Regions from separate parts of the Mus musculus genome. Here all the other regions are linked to region 1. Evidence: chromatin contacts called from public ChIA-PET, Hi-C, HiChIP or PLAC-seq and promoter capture Hi-C data. All regions are on one chromosome and are shown on one strand. Each heading gives the region's core, a stretch centred on a gene start, on an enhancer-like site or on the middle of the called end of the contact. The rest is flanking DNA. Distances are from core to core; before and after follow the strand shown. Region 1 holds the start of Spsb1 (splA/ryanodine receptor domain and SOCS box containing 1). Region 2 holds the start of Lzic (leucine zipper and CTNNBIP1 domain containing). Region 3 overlaps Ctnnbip1 (catenin beta interacting protein 1). Region 4 overlaps Clstn1 (calsyntenin 1). Region 5 overlaps Clstn1 (calsyntenin 1).

Region 1 (2,687 bases), core at 128-2,627:
AAGCCTTCATCATGGGGGCTGGCGCTCTTACCATAAACACCTGTTAAAACTCAGCTCATGAGCAGTTTCTGATGTTACTAACTAAAGTGTTTAATTAACTATTACTCACTCAGGAAGCAGCTTCTGCCAGCTCACCACCACACTGTACAGCTTGAGTTCAGAGAAAAAGAGAGAGGAGCCTGAGCCCCGCTCAGCTGGCAGGAGCTTCCCTGGAAAGGTGCCAGCCAGCACTCCAGCAATACCCCACTTACCAAAACCAACCAAGCAAGGGGAGTTATACTCCACAACCTTCCAGAGCCAATGGCCAGCCCCACTACTGTTCACAGACAGGCAAGAACATTTAGGAAACACACATATTCACAACGATACACAACAACAGACACGAACAGAAACTCACAAGGTCACACTCTCATTCGCAAAAGCACACACAACTTCCTGGCTGGCAAACATCTTCACAGGCACCATTTGTGAACATTCAGTCTTTGCCATGGCACATCCTTAAACTTGGAGATTAGCAAGTCCTCGCACACTCGTCAGGCGCGGGACAACTCATCCTCTGCTCTACCATCCGATTCAGGCTGCTCTTGTTTCTCTGTTTCCATCGATTTCCTGACATAACCTCGGTTGCCCGGAGAAGCATCGGCGGCTCCGGGGTGGCTGGCGCCGCGCGCAGTGTCACCAGGCAGTCTCCCAGAGAGAGGCGCTACGGGGGCCGGATCGGGAAGGGGGACTAGGGCCGCTACAAATCAGAGCCCGGACTGGCGGGAAAAGCGAAACTAACTTAACTCAGCAGGGTCGCGATGCATGGGGCAGAAGGGGTCCCCTCGACTTTGGCGATGGGAGTCCCCCTCAACAATCAGAACCCTAAGGCGCCCTGGGACTAAGGAGAGCCCCAGGCCTCTTTCTCGGTTTGCAGCCTAGGCTCATCTTAGGGAGCGACTGTCCCCGCTCCACTGAGGTCCCCACCCAATGCCGCCCCCGCAGGTGGGACCCCAGAGCCTCCGCAGCAGAAGCGGCAGCGCACTGGGCGGCGCCCGGCCCCTCTCCGGGGACCCAAGATCGATCATGGCTCCACGCCGGGTGCCCACCCTATGCCCACGCTCTGCCCCGCGCCCACCCTCTCAGTTCTCTCAGCGTGGTGGTCCCCGTGTCTCCCCCATCCCCGGATCCCAGAGCCCGAACGCGCGCCCACCCAACCGGTCTTCGGTGTCCCATGCCGCCTACCGCGCACAGAGAGGCCGCAGCTCTTGGAGCTCCGGAGGCTCGCGGTGCCCAGGGCCGCGCCCGCTGCAGAGAGCGAAGTCGCTTCCTCCCCGTGGCCCCGGCGCCAGCGCCTGGAGCTGGTTCCTGCAGCAAGCGCGCGGGCCGCTCGAGCGCGACTCCTGCGCTGAGAAGAAAAAGCCACCGACAGCTCTAAGGTGGGAGGGCGGAGAAAAAAGAAGGACGCGCCGTGGGCGGGGCTTGTACGCTCCACCCCGCCTCCATTTGCCCTGCCACGCCCCATGTCACGCTCCTTCACCACGCCCCGCCTCAGGTCACGCCCTTTTTATCGCAACCCTCCCTTCTGCCTGGCGCTCCTCACAGCCCTCCCCTCCGCACTTTCCCGCTTAGCCCCGCCCTACACCACGCCCCTTCTCCTGCCACGCCCCTCTACTTTCCGACCCAGCGCTGGGTTTCCTAGCGTTGAGCGGCGCTGGTCGCCCGAGAGCCCGGAGCGCGCAGGGCTCTGAGGCAGGGCAGGCTTGGGGCTTTGCGAACTCTGTAGCCCCCGATACCACCTTCTTGCAGAAGGGCTGTAGGCTCAGACATACATCGCTCTGCCTTGGCCTCTGCAGCAAGAGCTTTGATTCCTCTGGAGAAGTTTTTAGGAAAGGCTGGACCTAAGGCCAGGATCATAATAACAGAAAACCTGCGCGGGGGCTGCGGTGGTGTCCAGCACTGTATTGAGGAGCTGAGGTTCATTCTTTAGGGAAAAAATGTTTGGCAGGGTGAGGTTATAGCAGTAATCACAGGAGCAAGATCTTGCTTAACTCGTTTGAAACTCCGGGTTAAGGTTCTGTAATGCTGTCGTGCAAAGGAACTGTCTATGAGTCCATGTGTAATCCGGCTGCTCTATACTTACTGTTTCCGCGCTCATGGAGACAGACAGGCAACTCAGAACTTCAAGACCCCGAGGTCCTGGTCGCATAGGCGTCCACAGTACCTAGACAATGAGTTTAGGATGGCACAAGCGACAGGGACTTCACATTAAAAGTACACCGTTAGAAGCTCTAGTCTGAAAGGGATTTTCCTTTCCCGTCATTACAGAAGAGAGTAGTCACAGGTGACTGAGGGAATTTTCACTCCCATCTTCGCGATATCCCCTTAAGATCTTCCCACTCCTCACCCATACGTGGGGAGGGATGCTAGAGAAGTTGCTATAAATACTGTGGCCGCTGAAGTTATTTAATCACTCACTGTAAAGACCCGAAGGGCCGGAGGCTACTGTGTAGATTCCAACCACCTCACTGTTGCCAATTTTGTTTGAAAACACAGAAGCTTCCAGACTGCTATGGACAAGGTGGGTCTGCGTGGGGAAAGCGGCCTCTCCGGGGCGCTATTGGCTCTTCGAGCAGGCAGCCTTGCCGGTGACTCAGGGGGGTGACTCCCTCCTGTTGGACTCTTCAAAGTCTGGGAATTTGAAGCAT
Region 2 (2,687 bases), core at 117-2,616, 470 kb before region 1:
TTTGTAGAACATATAGCCAGTGTCTGAGCCTCACTCTGCTGCTGTGACAAAACACTCTGACCAAAAGCAACTTGGGGAGGAAGGGTTCTTTTGCCTTATACTTCCAGGTCAGTCCATCACTGAAAGAATTGGGGCACGGGCTCTAGGAGGAACCTGAAGCAGACACTACTGAGGAATGAATGCTGCTGCCTCCTGGCTTAAACTCAGTCTGTAGACCAGACTGGCCCTGAACTCAGAGATATCATTCCATCTCTGCCTCTTTAGTGCCAATGCCCAGCACCTAGGAAGCTGGCTTTCTTATACAGCCCAGTACATCAGGGTGGCCTCGAACTCAGAAATCCACCTGCCTCTGCCTCCCGAGTGCTGGGATCAAAGGCCTGCGCCACCACGCCCGGCTTAACTATGAACTTCTAACACCCCCCCCCCTTCAACTTCACAAAGGCATCACTGTAAGCTATAACCTTTCGATTTCTTGTCTCCAAAGTCCCTGTTAACATTATAAAACAAAAGCATAGACCAACTTTCAAAATTCTCAGTCTTTCAAAATTTCAAAACTTTTAAAGTTCCGAGTCTCTTTAAAAGTCCAAGTCTTTTAATCATGAGCTCCTGTAAAATCAAAATAAGTTTCATACTTTCTAATCCCAAAAGGGCAGAACCAGAGAATAGGAATAATCACAATTAAGCAAACCCAGAATCCAACAGTGTAGCTCAATATCCGACATTTGGGACTCAGGATCTGGGTCCCAAAGGGCTGGCATAGCCCTTTCTCCACTCAGCTCCCTGGTAACAGTTTACAGTCCACTCAGCAGCAATTTAACTGGTTCTCAAAGGCTGTGTGGGCTTGCTCTTTCCCAGATTTGGAAACGACTAAAAGGGAATGTCCTTCTCAGCACTGGCTTTCCCCCATTGCCTCTCACCCACATCCCTCTAAGTTCATGGGCGTCTGCTCTCAAGAAATCTCTAGAGAGGAAGAATCCAGGCCACCCCAAGTGGGGGAACTGACCTGCACCAAGGTCACAGGAAAGTTACCAACTTTTTGGTTCCAAGAACTAAAGGGCAAGAGTTGACTATGAAGAGCTGGCCCCAGGGACCGTTACAAAAGTCTCTAAAGGCCCAGCCATTGTGCATTGTCCCTTGCTTGGCAAAGTACGGGTCACCGGGCTAACGCTCGCACAGGCTCGTCTCCTAGGACCTCGGTGGGTTGCTTACCAGGCCTTGAAGGCCAAACGGCCCTAGTCCTCCAGGAGACAACCTCGGCCCGGACGCCAGCGCAGGGAACACCGCCGCCTTGCTCTCATTGGCCCCACACAGCCGGAAGTGCGCGAATCCAGCGGAAGTGCTCGCTCCATGCGGTCCGCCAGGCCGGGGAGTCAGGTAGGCGGGGCCCCTGGTTCCAAACCCTGGGATCCGCTAGCGGGCGGCAGGCGGGGATCGGGAGGGCGAAGGAGGTTGTCCTGTTTTCCGATCAGGGAGGACGGAGAAGCGTTTCGCAGGCGTAGGACTCCCCGCCTCCTCAGGTGACCACCGGGCCTGCTGGAGCCCGGCCTTGGCGGGACCTGCACACCTCGGCGGGAGCTTGGAGTTCGTCTGTCCGCGGGGAGGAGGCCGGCATCCGAGCGTGCGGTCCGGCTCTGCCTTATTTTTGCTCCGGTGGTCCCGGGCCCGGGCTTTGCTCACCTCCGTCCCTGAGAAGGTGTGCTTTCTGCCCTTGCCTTCTCGTGCGTCTGAGTTGGACAGTTTTCCTCAAGCCGAGTCCCGAGTGCTGTGGCCTCACCCAGAGGAGACTCGGCAAAAGCTACGGGAGGCACAGCCCAGGGATTCAGTGGCCTCTCCCGCGTCTTCCTAGGAATGGAGAACGTATTTCAGTTACAGTCTGCTTAGCGGGAAGTGATCTGGACAGCTGTAGGCCAAGTTCAGACACAGCAAATAAAACTCTTAACAGTTTTACCTTGTTCTAGCCAGCTCCACCCCAGGAGGTTTGAAGTTTGAGCCTCCGGTAAACTTTATGACAACTTCGCTTTCCTCAAATTGATGACACTCAGAGCTCCGACAGTTGGCGAGTTTTGAGCACCGTGCACGGGACAGGATACTGGAACCCCGGTGAGCGTGAATGAATATATTCCACTCCAGATGACAGTGTTGGCCATTTCGGCAGTCTCAAAGGAAACGCATCACTTTTATTCAATACTAGGTGGTGCCAGTGAGTCAAATCTTTCTGGTCTAAATCTGTAGTGTGGTTAAAGTTTTTTTGTTGTTGCTTTGTTTTTTTTTTTTTGTTTTTGTTTTTTTTTTTTTTGTTTGTTTGTTGTACAAGCCTTTATTTTTCCTTAAATTTATTCAGAATAACTTTGCCTTTTGAGACTGTATTGCAGCTTGGGAGTGCAGTCTGGCGTAGCGTATATGTAGCATTCTGGTTCCTCCATTTCCCCCAAGAAGAGATAAATTTTTGTGTTAAACAGTAATAACTTACTGTGCAGGGGATTTATCTTAATGGTAGAGTCCTTGCTTAGCAGGAATGAGCGCCTGGATTCAATCCCCTGTTCTGGGGGAAGAAAAACAAGTCTGGGCATGTTAGCACATACCTGTAATCTTAGAAAAAATATGTTCTTTTCATTTTACATTTTCATAATTTACTTTTTTCTTTTTCTTTTTTTGGGGGGCGTGGTTCTAGACAGGGTTTCTCTGCG
Region 3 (2,687 bases), core at 85-2,584, 400 kb before region 1:
CACGTTCTGCTCCTTCACAAGGCTCAGGGATTTAACTTAAGTAACCATATTGCCAGCCTTCCACCTTATGTTTGAGATAGGATCTCTGACTGAGTCTGGAGTTTACCAGTTGGCTAACCTAGCTGGTGAGTGAGCCCCAAGGATGTTCATGTCTCTCTATAGCCAGCCTGAAGGTTTCAGAAGCACCCTGCTGTGCACCATGGTTACATGGGTGCTGAGGATCTGAACACACATCCTTCTTGCATAGCGAGCACTTTACCCACGGAACCACCTTCCTTTCCAGGTCCCTAATCTTGTACTTTGCCTAGCGAGGTATAAGGTTCCACAGAAGTACAAGAGCTAATGGATACCTAACCCCAGAAGGGCTGAAGCTGGAGTCCTGGGACACCTATGCCAGTAAGGGGTGCTGTGAGCGTAAGGGTGGCAAAGCCAAGGCCCCCATCGGCAGGGCTCATGTTAGCATGGAGGTTGGTCTTTGAGGTCTTATGGTATCCAGTGTGGCTGGCGCTGCTCCTATGAGTCCCCCTTTTCCACAACGCCGTCTACATAGGGCAGTGCCCATCCTGGTTTGTGGGATCTTTGGGTTTGCAAGAGACAAGTTCAAGGTCAGCCTATATTGTGAACTTGTCTTAGGTTGCAACAAAAAATAACAAGTTCCAACTTCAGGAACCCTTCTCCGAACCTCATCGTCACTGACGTGATCTGGTTTGGGCGTGAGTGCGGGCTTGAGACGGAGGCTGGCTTCCAACACTGCTGGTGTGAACTCATCCCCAGCTCACAAACAGACCAGTGACCCCATTGTCTGCCTCCCGCCCCCAGCCAGGGGCCAGCTTCCCTGTTTCTATGCTTCTGCATATTTGTCATTTTTCTCTCCCCAGTCACTTGACTAGCTCCACTGAAGGGCCAAAGCTGGCATCAGGCGTGGGATGGAAGGGCCAGTGGATGCCTGCCCCACCCTGTCCAGAGAGCTGAGCCTCAGCCCTGCTTTTGGATGAGCCACAGTAGTGCAGGGAGGACAGTTGGCACTTGACTCCATCCCAGTGGTGGTGGTAGTGGTGGTGGTGGTGGTGGTGGTGGTGGTGGTGGTGGTGGTGGGTTTTAATCCTGGGTCTAGGTTCCATTTGCACAGTGACGCAGAGACCAATCCAGGCTTTGACTGAGGCTTGGCAATCCTCCATGCTCTGGGTGACTACAGACAGACAGTTGTTTCCCTTCTGTGTCGTTAAAGGCAAGGGCTCCAGAGCCTGGGCCTCCGGTTCACCCAGCTACTTCAAGTCTCTGAGCAAAGGCTCTGAGCAAGCGCTCTGAATATGACCAAGAACAAGGCTAGTCCTGGTCACATAGCATGTTCAGCAGATAAAGATTAGACTAATGGGGATGTAAGTCACTTGTAGACTGCTTACCCAGCATTCCTGAGGCTTTGGCTTGCTTCCCAGTACTACACAAAACTGGGTGTGAGGTGCACATCTGTAATCTCAGCACTTGGGAATGAGAGGTAGGAAGGATAGAAGATGAAAGGCATCTAGACTGCACAGTGAGTTCAAGTTCAAACCTAGGCTTTATCAAGGCTAGCCTGGGTTTCATGAGTCTATGTTTCCTACCCTCACCCCTAACTCCCACCACCATGCTGCTGAGAATGCTGAAGGTTGCAGCTGCCTGGATAACAAGATAGGTTTCAAAATGGACATCAGGTTTGTACAGGGAAGGCTCTGATTTCTCCTCTTATCAGCATTTGTGTCTGTCTGGGTCTTTTACCCTGCCTACCCTATTCATGTGTGTGACGCTGCACCTCCTGGGAACTTGGATTGGGTTTCCAGAATGATGCAGAGCTGCTCTCATGAGCTTGCTGACCACACCTGTAATCCCAGCAGAGACAGAGGATCCTGAGTTTGAGGCCAGTCTGGGGTACATCGTGAGACCCTGTCTCTAAGAAAGCTGAGTTCAGCTGAAGATGTAGCTCAGTGGTAATCTAGCCTCTTGCTTCTTGTGCCCTGGATTTATTTATTTAGTCCATCACTGAAAAGGACTAGTGGTGGGCTGGAGAGATGGCTCAGTAGTTAAGAGCACTGACAGCTCTTCCAGAGGTCCTGAGTTCAATTCCCAGCAACCACTTGGTGGCTCACAACCATCTGTAATGGAATCCAGTGCCCTTTTCTGGTGTGTTTGAAGACAGCTGCAATGTACTCACATACATAAAACAAACATTTTAAAAACCGAAAAGAATAGGGTTGGTGGTGAGTGGATGATAGACTTCAACTTTTTTTTTTCCCTTTGAGTGGTAAGAGTGAAAGGCCTAGCCTATCAGAGGTGGTGCATGCCTTTAGTCCCAGCACAGAGGCACAGAGCAAGTTTAAGGACAGCCAGGGCTACATGGAGAAACTTTATCTCAGAAAACAGACAAACAAACAAACAAACAGTGCCTGAGTTCTAACTCCAAGGACCCACATGGTGGAAGGAGAGAACAGACTCCTGCAGTTGTCCTTTGACCTCTGCCATGATGCACATGCACACACGAGCACGCGCGCGTGCACGCACGCGCGCGCACACACACACACACACGAGTAAATGAACAAGTGTGAACAAGTTTGTTCCTAAATGTTATTGTATCATTAGGAAGATACAATACCATCAGTTATTTCCTTAACCTCCTTTTCAGGCCGCTCATTGCAGTGTCTGCAGGCAGACGT
Region 4 (2,687 bases), core at 83-2,582, 350 kb before region 1:
CGCTCAGGGGAGGCAGAACACAGTCTGTGATAGGGGTCCCAGGTGAGAAACAGTGGGGGCTGGGATGGATGCTAAGGTTCCTGGCCTCCTGTGTACCCAGATGTTGCTGGTGACATCGGGGAGTTAGGAACTGGGTCCCTACAGGCCAGGCAGGAAGGGGATGGCTGAGCCCAGGAAGTGGGCGGGATCCAGTATGGAGTGTGGAGGGGCTGGAAGAGAGAGGGACTGCTCCAGGAGACTTAGGCATGCTCTTCACGATGAAGGCCTCACTCAGCCATGGTCCTTGATAGAGGAGCCTGTCCTTGCTGGTCCAAACTGCTTTATTTGATGGCAGATGTGAATGCATTCATCTTACTCAGGGTGAACCAGGAATTAAATACTTTTGTGGAAGGAATGCCCGGGAAGGTAAGCTCATTGGCTAAACACTCGGGACCTATCTAGATACCTCATTAACAAGGAGAACTCCAGGGTTTATGCTACATGACCAGTTGTCATGGTCCTCGCACTGGGCTGTCTTGGTTACATGTTCCAGAGCAGGTCTTTGGCAGGGAGCTGGCCTCACGCCTACTGTTCTCAATTCTGAGAGTTCCCGGGGTTTAGGCTTGCTCGGCCTTACCAGTCCTTCTGTCCACTTGCCTTACAGAGCATGACCTTGAACTCACGACCTTCCTACCTTCATCTCTCAAGTATTGAGATTACAGAAGTGCACTATCATGCTTCCATTTCTTTTCTTCTAAAGATCTATTAATTTTTATTTTTAATGTATGAGTGTTTTCCATGTATGTGTGTGTATGTATATGTATGTGCAGCACACACATGTAGTGCCTATGTATGCCAGAAGGGGATGTTGGAGGGCCCTCTGGAACTGGAGTTACAGGAATTTGTAACCATCCTGTGGCTCCTGGGAACCAAGCCTGGTCCTCTGCAAGAGCAGCCAGTGCTCTTAATCACTGAGCCACCTCTCCAGCACACTTCTGAGTTTTCTTGGGAGGTGGTTGATACTGGGGTTCAAACCTCACATATGCTCTGCAAATACCACCAAGTTGGCCTTCTCTTTTGAACTTCAGTTGTTAACAATAACAACAAATTATCACCTTTGTGTACCCTCCCAAGACAGCCCTTGCAAGCCCGTGATGTAGTGCTGACCTTGTAAAGTGCCTGCCTTTTATTAAGCTGTGGTGAATGAAGCCTGTGTTTGCTGTCTGCTTCATGTTCCTGAGGAAACTGTTGGGATTTCTCCGGCATCAGGCTTTACCCGGGGACAGTTCCACCCTCGGGACCTGCCCAGTGCCCGTGGGAAAGGCTGTGAACTGCTGACCCCAGGGCTTGTGCTTTGGTGTTATCCTTGATAAGGCCAGTGACTTGGTTTTGCTTAGACAACATTCCTTACATCTGGCTCCCCTGACGGTGCTCTGCCCCATCTGCCCCAGTCCCCTCTGCCCTCGTGTGTGTGTGTGTGTGTGTGTGTGTGTGTGTGTGTGTGAGAGAGAGAGAGAGAGAGAGAGAGCGCCTTTACTTGTAAAGTTGGCAGCCTGCCTGTCCACTTAAACAGGCTCTAGAGTCTAGAGCCTGGAATTGTATTGCATTAGGATGTTAGGTACTTAAAACCCTTAAGCTATAAAAGAAAAAAAAATCTACTAATTTATCCTAAAAACAACAGCAATAAAAACAAAAAAACAAAAAAGCCCCTCAGCTTCTGAATTTCGAAGCTGGGATTCTAGAAGTAAAGGGACTTCAGAAGTCACATTGCTTACACATTTTACCAAAGGGAAAGTAACCGGGGCTGTACCTCTGTCACTGGCTTTTATAGCTCAGGACTAGCAGGTAAGATTGAATAGTGGGGAGATGACTCAGAGGTTAGGAGCACCAACTGCCCTGGCTGTAGACCTGGGTTCCGTTCCCAGCACCTACGTGGTGGCTCACAACCACCCGCCTGTAACTCCAGTTTCAGGAGATCCGACTCCCTCTGGTCTCCTGGCTCTTGCATGTATGTGGTGCAGGTAAATTCATGTATGTAAAATTTTAAAAAGTCTTAAGCAAAAAGTTCGAGTGCAGTGTAGAGCAAGGGCCTGGGTTCCATCCTCAGCACACCCCCCAAGTATTTTGTATAATTAGCCCATTGTATTTGTTAACCTCTGCAGCATTTACATGTGTAAACAGCTCAAAAACTTGGACTGTGCTCCCTCACCCGTGGCTGCAGCGTGGGCGAGTGCCTAGAGGATCTGCTGTGGCTTTGCTAAGTGTGTGGTATCTTCAGTGTGAGCCCAGCTCGCTCACCTGCCTCCAGGGGAGCCCTCCCCCTTAGCGTCAGCTGCATTCTGCCTGAGCATCCCATGGGGTGAGTTTGGGTGTGGCCATTCCCTACTGTGAGCTCTTGCACGGGTTATTTAACTTCTCTGTGACCTAGATTTTTTTTTTTTAAATCTCTGAAATGAGCGTAGTGACAGTAGCTACCTAGGGTTGTGGGAGAGTGAATGAACCTTGTGGAGTGTTTTGGGCATTAGAATAAGTGTATATATTGTTTTATTAATTCCATGTAAATTGCCTGCACCTCCTTTTTAAAATTGAGACAAAATTTATACAATGTAATGTGGACAATTGACTTTTTCTTTTTTTACTACATTCACTTGTGTGTGTGTGTGTGTGTGTGTGTGTGTGTGCGCGTGCGCATGTGTGCTCATGTGTGC
Region 5 (2,687 bases), core at 77-2,576, 310 kb before region 1:
TGCCTTGACCATCACCGTCAACCCCATGGAGGTAGGCACAGAAGGGCCAACCACAAAGCGCCACGGAGACCCAGACCCTGGTCATGTGCTTGCAGGTTGGGTCAGTGAGATTAGATTAGGGGGGTCACCTTCAGATGAGGAAGCCCTTGCTGAAGGCCTCCGTGAGTAGCATAGGCAGGCAACTGACGCTCTTGGCTTCTTTACCCCAAGATGTCCGTGGTATGACAGGACTAAGCTCCGCCCCTCTGCATTGAGCACCCCATCCCATGTGAGTGGTATCCATGTTGCTAATGAGAGCGTCACCTGCCGGGTCACTTTGGCGAGGCGACTCCCAGTACCACTCAGGCCCTTCTGTCACTGTGGGGTTGGCTGTGTTTTCCTTTGTGGCTTTTAGTAGATAGACACTGGGCGATGGGGCTACAGGCTAGATTTACGCCGTCGTCTCTTTGCCAGACATATGAGGACCAGCACAGCAGTGAGGAGGAGGAAGAGGAGGAGGAGGAGGAGGAGAGCGAAGATGGGGAGGAAGAGGAAGACATCACCAGTGCCGAGTCTGAGAGCAGTGAGGAGGAGGAAGGAGGCCCCGGAGACGGCCAGAATGCCACCCGACAGCTGGAATGGGATGACTCCACACTCAGCTACTAAACCCGCACTCAGCGCCTGCTCTCCAGACTCTCTCCCAGCCCCACGGGTCCACGATGTACAAAATCATTTTGACCAGCAGGTCTGCAGACCCTTCCCCCACTGCTCAAAGTCCTCCCGTGCTTGGTGTGTGGGACCACCGGCTCCACCCTCCCCGCCCATCACCATTGCAGTTTTGCTAGAAGCTGGCGCTTCCTCCCCAGGGCAGGGGCCCCACAGCACCTCAGACCCCAAGTGTGTCTGGAGTTCCCTGTCGGCCAGGGAGAGGACACCAGCACCTGGGACCTCCAGAGAAGCCGCACTGAGCGGACTTGTCGACAGAGGGTGAAAAATTACTCCCACGCAGTCAGTAACCATTTCTCTTATTTTTAAAAGTTTTTTTATTTTTTTTTCCCAAACTAGTGCATGTATAAAGTGGGAGAGCAGAGGGGGTTAATATGTAGATGGCCAACCGACTTTTTAATATTTTGTAAATAAATTGGGATTCTGTGTGTCCTCTGTGCTAGTAGTCCAGGACAGGAATGTAAAGTCAGAATGCGGGGCCAGGAGGGCCTCTTCCTCCCTCTTCCCTCCCAAGAAACCAGGTTGGAGAGGCCCAAGTCACTGGGGCCCACCCTTGCTAGGGTTTCCGTACAGCCACGTGGCCGGGGCCATGGCTTTCAAGTGCTGTCTGGGGGGGCCAGCCCCACGAGCCTCCAACCACATTAGAGGCTGGGAACAGCCAGGATGTTGCCAAAGCCCCTGGCCTTTCCTGTACACGCCTGTGACTGGCAGCCACATGGTTTCTGCTTATTAACGTGAGCCTCCCTGTTGGTGAAATGGTGTAGCTGGGAACGGACAGCAAAGGTGCAGGCGGTCAGGCTCCTCGCTTGGAAGACCACGGTTCTGAGCAAGTCTGCACAACAGCACCAAAAGGAGACCCCGAGGCCCAAAGATAAACTGCTACAATGCTCCAGAACAATCTTTTCTCTCCTCCCCAGAGGCCCCATGGGATGCCGCGTGCTGTTGGGTTTGGGCTAAGATCTAAGACCCAGCAGATAGGAGACAGCAGGTACCACCCACACAGCACAGCTCTTCATTCACAGTCAAGAGTTTAGACTGCTCCAGCTGGGACATCCAGTCCTCGCTGCTGTTGCTGCTAGTTCGAAGGATGCCGCCGTGCTGTCTGTGGCCGCCCTCCCATGTCCTGTCCCCTGTAGCTGCTTTCTTAGATGGAAACAGGCTAACGAAGAGAGGGACACTGTCGTGTCAGTAGCCGCAGGGTCCCCTTTAAGATGTGTATATCGACACTAGGTCAGAAAGTGTATGCGTTATAATAAAGTTCTGGTTCTAACTCCAGCCTGAGTGGGGTCCATTCTGTCATGTTTGTTGGGTACGGGTTGGGGCAGGGGTTGAGGGATTTATGAAGATAGGCTGGGCTCAAACTTAAAGCAATCCTCCTGCCTCTGCCTGCTCAGTGCTGGGATTACAGATGTCCACCATGCCGGGCAAGGATTATTAATTTTTATGGTACTAAGGAATGTACCTGAAGCTTTGCACTTCGCAGACAAGGGCTCAACCAGTACACTGTATCCCCCCAAGTCCCCTTGTTATTTGAGCCAAGAACTTAAGAACATAAAAACGTTTTTATTTCTTTTCACCTGTCTTTACCTGTTGTGTCAAGGTTGCACAAACTGGTCTCAGCCCCCATCAATGAGAGGAAAAAACTTAACAAAAAACCCGTCTTCCAGCCAAGTACACACCCAACCCAGAAAGGCCGAGCCTGTGCAGAATCTGCAGCCACACCAGAGAGCACCTAGACTCTTTTCAATAAATAACATGGCATACATACATACACACACACAGACACGTTTCCTATTTCAGAGTTGGTGGGGCAGACTAGGGGTTCAGCGGGTGCTGCGGAGGCACCACCGCTCACTGCTGGACCCTGGGCTCATCAACATGAAGGGGCTCCTTGAGCCATGTTCTGGGCTGCTGGCGAGACAGCGGTGATGGTTCTCAAAGTCTCAGAATGCTACCGGGAGATCCAGGTCCTGAGGTGGCAG

The links. Promoter capture Hi-C pulls out the DNA fragments that hold promoters and counts their contacts. Hi-C and Micro-C count contacts between places; a contact is called where the count stands out from the background. ChIA-PET counts read pairs in DNA pulled down with a chosen protein or histone mark. HiChIP or PLAC-seq counts read pairs in DNA pulled down with a chosen protein or histone mark.
Region 2: an RNA polymerase II ChIA-PET map of memory CD8 T cells shows a contact between it and region 1, with 5 read pairs. The contact joins the promoter of Lzic here to the promoter of Spsb1 in region 1. A contact is called at or near these places in 1 of 39 promoter capture datasets (liver) and 1 of 115 datasets of contacts at active chromatin or transcription factors (memory CD8 T cells).
Region 3: a Hi-C map of myocytes shows a contact between it and region 1, with 2.0 times the contacts expected there. The contact joins the enhancer-like site here to the promoter of Spsb1 in region 1. A contact is called at or near these places in 9 of 39 promoter capture datasets (the 3T3-L1 cell line, the C10 cell line, the HPC-7 cell line and 4 more), 1 of 15 datasets of contacts at CTCF or cohesin (large pre-B cells), 11 of 484 Hi-C or Micro-C datasets (the G1E-ER4 cell line, the N1E-115 cell line, the P5424 cell line and 7 more) and 1 of 9 other capture datasets (embryonic stem cells).
Region 4: a contact with region 1 is called in an H3K4me3 HiChIP or PLAC-seq map of stem cell-derived neural progenitor cells, with 3 times the contacts expected there. The contact joins the enhancer-like site here to the promoter of Spsb1 in region 1. A contact is called at or near these places in 1 of 39 promoter capture datasets (stem cell-derived epiblast-like cells), 1 of 15 datasets of contacts at CTCF or cohesin (large pre-B cells), 2 of 484 Hi-C or Micro-C datasets (B cells and embryonic stem cells), 1 of 115 datasets of contacts at active chromatin or transcription factors (stem cell-derived neural progenitor cells) and 2 of 9 other capture datasets (adipose tissue and embryonic stem cells).
Region 5: a promoter capture Hi-C map of pre-B cells shows a contact between it and region 1, with 3 times the contacts expected there. The contact joins the enhancer-like site here to the promoter of Spsb1 in region 1. A contact is called at or near these places in 7 of 39 promoter capture datasets (the 3T3-L1 cell line, the C10 cell line, liver and 3 more), 9 of 484 Hi-C or Micro-C datasets (the Ba/F3 cell line, CD4 T cells, the N1E-115 cell line and 4 more), 4 of 115 datasets of contacts at active chromatin or transcription factors (T-cell acute lymphoblastic leukemia, embryonic stem cells, large pre-B cells and 1 more) and 3 of 9 other capture datasets (adipose tissue, embryonic stem cells and liver).

Annotation. Positions count from the first base shown.
Region 1 is chr4:149,953,629-149,956,315 of GRCm38.p6, forward strand. It overlaps Spsb1 (splA/ryanodine receptor domain and SOCS box containing 1), which reads right to left and starts at 1,378. Exons shown (of 3, transcript NM_029035.2): 1 at 1,225-1,378.
Region 2 is chr4:149,483,900-149,486,586 of GRCm38.p6, forward strand. Lzic (leucine zipper and CTNNBIP1 domain containing) reads left to right here and starts at 1,367. Exons shown (of 7, transcript NM_026963.6): 1 at 1,367-2,100. Nmnat1 (nicotinamide nucleotide adenylyltransferase 1) reads right to left here and starts at 1,311. Exons shown (of 5, transcript NM_133435.2): 1 at 1,210-1,311.
Region 3 is chr4:149,557,202-149,559,888 of GRCm38.p6, forward strand. The region is part of intron 4 of Ctnnbip1 (catenin beta interacting protein 1); the gene reads left to right. Among named protein-coding and RNA genes, the nearest start is that of Mir5616, 21 kb to the left of the region's middle. Within about 2 kb of position 1,335, at least 36 of the 459 cell types and tissues checked have an H3K27ac peak or open chromatin away from gene starts, as enhancers often do. A contact at or near this core is called in myocytes and rod photoreceptor, where this site is marked.
Region 4 is chr4:149,600,154-149,602,840 of GRCm38.p6, forward strand. All of the region lies in intron 1 of Clstn1 (calsyntenin 1), which reads left to right. Among named protein-coding and RNA genes, the nearest start is that of Clstn1, 15 kb to the left of the region's middle. Within about 2 kb of position 1,333, at least 19 of the 459 cell types and tissues checked have an H3K27ac peak or open chromatin away from gene starts, as enhancers often do. A contact at or near this core is called in embryonic stem cells and stem cell-derived neural progenitor cells, where this site is marked.
Region 5 is chr4:149,646,920-149,649,606 of GRCm38.p6, forward strand. It overlaps Clstn1 (calsyntenin 1), which reads left to right. Exons shown (of 19, transcript NM_023051.5): 18 at 1-31; 19 at 454-1,980. The coding sequence ends at 645. Pik3cd (phosphatidylinositol-4,5-bisphosphate 3-kinase catalytic subunit delta) reads right to left here. Exons shown (of 22, transcript NM_001164052.1): 22 at 2,249-2,687. Among named protein-coding and RNA genes, the nearest start is that of Mir7023, 7.3 kb to the right of the region's middle. Within about 2 kb of position 1,327, at least 56 of the 459 cell types and tissues checked have an H3K27ac peak or open chromatin away from gene starts, as enhancers often do. A contact at or near this core is called in memory CD8 T cells, neutrophils and pre-B cells, where this site is marked.